Linked DNA regions of Rattus norvegicus: region 2 is linked to region 1. A link is a contact called in public Hi-C data. All regions are on one chromosome and are shown on one strand. Each heading gives the region's core, a stretch centred on a gene start, on an enhancer-like site or on the middle of the called end of the contact. The rest is flanking DNA. Distances are from core to core; before and after follow the strand shown. Region 1 holds the start of Hnrnpr (heterogeneous nuclear ribonucleoprotein R). Region 2 holds the start of Lactbl1 (lactamase beta like 1).

Evidence for each region. Hi-C and Micro-C count contacts between places; a contact is called where the count stands out from the background.
Region 2: a Hi-C map of kidney shows a contact between it and region 1, with 5 times the contacts expected there. The contact joins the promoter of Lactbl1 here to the promoter of Hnrnpr in region 1.

Annotation. Positions count from the first base shown.
Region 1 is chr5:153,824,630-153,828,004 of GRCr8, reverse strand. Hnrnpr (heterogeneous nuclear ribonucleoprotein R) reads right to left here and starts at 1,486. Exons shown (of 11, transcript NM_175603.3): 1 at 1,366-1,486.
Region 2 is chr5:154,144,297-154,147,671 of GRCr8, reverse strand. Lactbl1 (lactamase beta like 1) reads right to left here and starts at 1,484. Exons shown (of 8, transcript NM_001401838.1): 1 at 1,391-1,484; 2 at 757-828. The coding sequence starts at 768. It overlaps LOC120103012 (a long non-coding RNA gene), which reads left to right. Exons shown (of 6, transcript XR_010066690.1): 3 at 428-543; 4 at 779-910.

The DNA.
Region 1 (3,375 bases), core at 237-2,736:
GTTATGTATTAAAAGCACAAGACATATTTACGACTATCATCGATATTAAAAACTTTTTAAATGTTCAGATTTTGTCAACTTTAACCTAAAAAAAAAAAAGGTAAAATAGACTCCAGGAAATAAAACCTTCAGATCAACAGAGGGGAATCTTCAAGCCAAATTCAAAGTGCTCATTTAAAAGACATTTATGTTATGAGACCATTTAAACTCATGTTATTCGACAACAATGCCACACAGCCAAACCATATTTCTGGATGCAGCAAATATACTAACATGACTGGAATCCTTTGACATAAACATTTTTGCAAAAAAAAAAAAAAGAAAGAAAAAAGAAAAAGAAAATTACAAAATAAAGTCATTTAAATAAGATTTATAAGGACTGCTGGGAGATTTGGGAAGTCAGTACTAGCCCCTCCCTCACTTTTAGTGAACATCCCTAAGCAAAATGTTGAGAGACCGGCTTTTAAAAGATCCAACGAAAGCTAACGGTTATCTCAAAGCTGGGGAGTGTCAAGTCCTTAATCACTACGACTGACTCCTGACACATTCTGTTTCTAAAGGGCAGGGGAGGAAAAAACTCAAACAGGTAACGAGAAAGGACTGAACCTTTCAAGAACCCCTGGGCTTTCGTCTTAAAATTCTGGCCACATGGATACTACCGTGGAAGAAAAAGAAGCGCTTTTCTAGTCTGGAGCGCCTATGACATTCTCAGAATTACCTAGCTCAGGCGCCGCTCAAAACCAAGTGTCACGGCCTCTAGTAGTCATTTTTTCCTTCAAATCCCGGCTCGAATCATGCAGGTTGGGGATCGGGCGGGAGGCACCCCCCATACCTCGGTCCCTCGGCTCCGACTCCCGTAAAAGTTTGCTCCGGGCTCAGGTAACCCTAAGACTTGCACCCCGCCCTCGGCTCACCCCACCCCCTCGGGCGCGACCCCGTATCAACACATCCCACTCCTGGCAAGGCGAGATGCGGGCCAGGCCTAACCGCAGGCCTAGGGGCAAGCACCGGAGTCAGGGGAACGTCTGAAACCCTTAGCCCGGCCGGGCCGCGGACAGCGGCAGGCGGAGGCGGGAAAAGCACCCTGAAACCGGCAGGCCGCACGGAGGACAGCGGACCGAGGGACCGGGGCACCGGAGGGGCTGATAAGGATGAGCGAAAGAAAGGAGGCGCCGCGGCCGGACTCAGGCCCACGGCTGCGCGGCCGGTCCGAGCAGAAGCCGCCCCCGGCCCATCCCCACCCCCACCCTCGGGCCTCGGAGCAAAGACCCAAACTGCAGGCCGGGGCGCCGAGCCTGGACCCGGCCGAATCCGGTCAGACCGGGACTCCAGGCCCCTCCCCCCACGGGCCAGCGCGAGACTCACCAGGGCAGAGCGGGGGGCCGGCAGCCTGGCCCGTGAGAATCAGCGCGAGGCGCTTTGAAAACGACTAGAAATGGCGCGCGCGCCACCCCCTCCCCCCCTGCATGGACAGAGACGCGATCCCGGCAGCACGCGGGGTTTCCCGGAACTGCTTCCAGGGACTCCATACGGCCGAGCAATCAGTTCAGGAGGCTGCCTGATAGGCAGCTCAGCGGACCAATCAGAGAGAGGGAAAGCGGCCCTCGCGTCGGGGACTCGGAGGACCAATCGGTGTGGCCGTCAGGCTGAGCCAATGAGGGTTCTCAGCGCCACTGGCTGAGGCGCCTCCGGGGCGGGGGCATGCACACAAAGGGGTCTGTTGGTGGGAGCCCCTCGTAGTGGCGAGGCTGCGGGGCAGCCGGCCTTGCGTGGCCGAAGCTCCTCCCTCTCCGTCTACCCGGGTTATGAGGTTGAAAATTTAGGCCTCGCGCCGCGTGGCCGCCACAGGAGCCCCGCCCCCTCGGGTCCCTGCGGCCACGCTCCGCAATGGCGCTGCTACCCGGAGCGGGAGTCCCTTACCCCAATCCTCCCTCCGGCCGTGCTGGCCGGCCGCAGAGTGTAGGTCCCAAACACACCCATCACCTCACGCTCCGCTCCATCGCTAGATCATCTTGGCTCTAGTCAAAAGACAACTTAAAGAAGATTCGACTCGTGTCGCTGGAGGTTTTCCTGTAGAAAAGCATCCCTTAGAAGGATCAGAGAAACTGCCTGTTTCCCTCCCTGGCACTTTTCCTCACAATAACGTGGATCTGACTCAAGAGTGATGTTAACAGGAAGCAGGGACCCTTCAGAGTTTGGAGAACTGAGTAGGTAGGGTACTGGATCTACGTACGACTGAAAGCCAGGCAACGGGCAAAAGGTTCATTTCCCCCCTAGGAGAGTAATACCTTTTATTCATAAGCCTCTCACCTGTCACTGTCACTCCTGTCCCAAACCCAACACCACCTCAGTGAAGAAGGTCAAAGGTTCTGCTTCCAAATGTATCAGGAGAACGTGTTTCTCAAACCAAAATATAATTATTGTTTGTCTACCCATGCGTTTTTGAATGGACATCTGCACCTGATACGAACTTGACGGCCAATGTGGCAGTGTTGGGAGGTGGGGCCGGTAGTGGGAGGTGTTTCAGGCATTAGGACTCCACCCTCAAAGGATTAAAGCTGAATGATAGGCCTCCAGGCTGCGAGTTAGACGTCTAGCTCTGATTTTCTCTGCATCTTTTGCGCTTCCAGCATAGGGTGTCCCAGCACGAAGGCCCTTCTCCCCACATGCTCTCAACGTTGCACTTCCCTACTTACAGAACTGTAAAATGTAAGTCCCGTCCTAGGGACTGGAGAGATGGCACAAATGCAAGGTTAAAATCCTGACTTTGAATCTCCACTCGAGTAAAAAGCCCGGGGTGACCACATGCATGCACCTGTAAATTCCAGTGCTGATGTGGGCTACAACAGGAGAATCCCTGTAGCTTGCTGCAAGGTTAGCTCCAGGCTCAATGAGAGACCCTATCCCAAGAGAATAAGGCAGGGGAGTGAAAGAGCAGGACATCCACTTTTCTCTGACCTTGGTCTGCACTTACCTTCACACACACACACACACACACACACACACACACACACACACACACACACACACGTAAGCAAACACAACATTAAATAAAACCCTCTTCTGTATAAATTATCCCATCAGAGGTATTCTATCACAAGGCCATCTGATACCTATTAGGTGTCCAGTACCAAGCCAATATTAAGGGATGTAAAACACAGATATCCTGGGAGCTGAGGCTGCAGTTCAGTGTCAGAGCAGGTTCTCCCATACAAAGGACTCTGAGTCCAGGCTCTAACTTAGGGCAGTGGGGGTTCTGGTGGTTGGAGAGACTCAGGTTCAATTCCAGAGCCTTGGGGCTGGGGATTTAGCTCAGTGGTAGAGCGCTTGCCTAGGAAGCACAAGGCCCTGGGTTCGGTCCCCAGCTCCGAAAAA
Region 2 (3,375 bases), core at 235-2,734, 320 kb before region 1:
CTTCATTGCTACCCACCTTGTTTTTTGAGGCAGGACCTCCAGCTAGAACACTGTGATTAAGGGAAGCCAGCTGGCTAGAAAACTCGAAGAGTTGCCTATCCCTGCCTCCCTGGCACTGGCACTGAAGGTACACACCACTGCACCCCACCTTCGTTATAGTACTGAGGATTGAACTTGGGTCCTCAAGCACTTTACCAAGTGAGCCATCTCCCTAGCTACTTATAAGTTTTCAAAGTCCTGAATCAACCAAATGTCCTTCAATGCTGAATGGAAAAATAAGGTTCAGACATCCATGCAATGGAATGTTGGATAGCAACATAAAGAATAGAGTATTGATAGGTACGATAATATGGATGAATCTTAAATGCACTGCGCTAAGTGAAATAAGCCATTCTCAAACACTGACGGATTGTGACATCACTTGTAGAACACTCTGGGAAGGGCAACAAACAGAACCTGACTTCAGCTCCGCACCTTCCAGCTCTGGACAAATGACTTCACCTCTTGGACCTGACAACTGCCCCTCCCTTGGGGAGAGCTCAGGTGAGCCCCTATGGAGCTGTGTAGGGAGCATGGATCAGGAATGATAAGTGTTGTTAGCACAACTGTCATAATTGCTGTACTTGTTACAGAGAGAAACAGGAAGGACAGAGGCTCCAGTGAAGGTGTGGGTGAAGCAGCCAGGGTGGGAAGGAGGGCAGAGTCACTGAGGAGCTATGAATAGTAACCCAAGACAACTTCCTGTTTGAGACTCACCCGAGTCTTCATCTTCCCCAAGGCATGGACAATCCAGCTCCTTGAGGATTCCAGCCTGCAGCCCAGGAGACCCTGAGGACAGGAAACTGAGAGGAGCAAATGCAAGAAGAAGTGGGAACAGTGGGGAGACAGGAACCAGAGAGATGGCTTAGAGGTTAAGAGCACTGGCTTCTATTTCAGAGGATGTGGGTTCAAATCCCAGCATCTCCATGGTGGCTCACAACTGTCTGTAACCACAGTCCCTGGGGACCTGACACACTCCAGGGATACCAGAAATACACATGATACAAACATGAATGTGGGAAACACACATACACATAAAATTAATAATAAAGACACATCCTGGGAAAGGAGGGGACAGAGAAGAGCTAGAAAAGGGGGTACGATGAGGATGGTGGGGAAGGGGACCCCATTTCCCAAGCTCAGAAGCCTGACTGACACAGTGCCCAACTGGCCAGAACTGGCCTGCTTCTTGCACTAGGAGACCCAGAAACTCTTCTATCTCAGGCAAACCAGGAGGTGGGCACCGACCTGCCCCAAATCTACCAATAGACCCAAGCATGTAATTCCCGCTCCCTCCCCCAGCCTTCCCTCCAACCATCTGCCAGGCCCTAGACTCATGCATCTTACCCACTTCCAGAAGGATCTACTAGGATCCAGCTCTTTCCCCTGGCTTCCCCGTGTTCCCAGGGTCCTCCTGAAGCCTCAGCACGGGCTTTGCCCAAACTCCCAGCAGTGACAGATGTGGCCCTCGTTTCTCCAGCTCTAATCCCTCGCTGCCCTCTGTCTAGAGGATTAGCTTCCCAGAAGCCCCAGCAGCAGGGAAGCTGGGCAGATGCTGGACACCCATGTCATGTGACCACAGAAGCTAGAGACAGGAGGAAGGGGTACACAAAGAAACCCGACAAAAGACAGCCACCAGGATCCGACCCTCAGGCCTTTAGAATCCTTCTGAGTTCACACCAGTTCACCAGTCGCCTCTGAGAACAGAGTGTGAGCCTTTCTATTAAATGCTCAGGAGATCCACTGTTACCTGGAAGTGAACGCTCTTGGTGTCATTGTAAGTGGGGACAATTGTAACGACAGTTAGTTAAGGAGGAGAGTGCTTCCAAAGCAGAAGCCTGGGACCTGCCCCCAGGGCTCTGCCAAGACTGGTACTCATGACTTGGCTCTGGTATCAAACGCCCAATCTGGTCCTAAGGCTGACTTTAGATTTTTCTTAGTGAACTTTCTGGAATATCAGAAGACAGCTCACAAGAGGTGGTTTTTTTCTTTCTGCTGGGTGGGTCCCAGCACCTTTACCTTCTGAGCCATCTGTGTCTTTGATCTGCACAGGAATTGCACAAAGAAGAAAGAGTCTAGTTTGTCTTGTCACACTTTCCATCCATCCAAAAAAATTCCCAGGAAATTCCCAGGCTTTGATTGGAACACAGGACTCCCACCCCCACCCCCAATGCCTTCCTCTGCCTCCATCTGACTGTGAGGTCCTCCAGGGCAAGGATAGCATGTCAAAGCTAGGGCTGATAATCTGAGTCAGTAGTTTACTGCAAGGGACATACCTGTGTCCCAAAGACACCACTGTCTTCTGTGGCACGCCTCCTGGATACTCAAGTTAACCCAGCTCTGGAAGCAGGTGTTTCTCCCTTGTAAATCGGGGTTATTTCCATTTCAGTCCAAAGAGAATCCTCACCATGTCATATAGCAAATCACCACTAGATGGCAGCATGTGTACATGGAATTGTCCCAGCTTGCTCTTCCTTTAAAGGTATTTTACTGGAGAATTGCTCTTCAGGTTCTGTACTCATTAAACAAGAAAGATCAAACATACACACTCACACATATGCACACTCATACACTTAAACACACACATTCACATATTCACATATATACAGAGATACACACCAGCACACACACACACATACACACGTACCAGTACACAGACATATACACACCAGCACACACATACGCACACTAGCACATAAACACACATACACACACATGTACACATTAGCACATAAACACACATACACACACTAGCACATAAACACACATACACACACATATACACATTAGCACATAAACACACACATACTTACATTCACAGCCACACATGCACACACGCATACAGAGTCTCAAGCTCACACTAACACTCATATACAGAGATACATATAAACATACACATACACACAAGCACTAGCACACACATACACACATGCCAGCACACACACACCAGCATACACACATGCACATATATATAAACATAACACATACTCATACATACACATACATACAGACAGACAGACACATATGCATACATATACACACTCACACACAGGTACATACACACACAGAGAGATACATATAAACATACACATACATACATGCACCACCAACACACATACACATACCAGCACACATTCTCACAGACACATATGCACACATACGCGTGCACATGGTTACATACACACTCATACACACACAGATACACATAAAACACACATATACACACATACCAGCCCACACATACATACACACAATAGCACCCACACATATACACACAGACACACACACACACACACACACACACACACACACACACATATATATATATATATATAT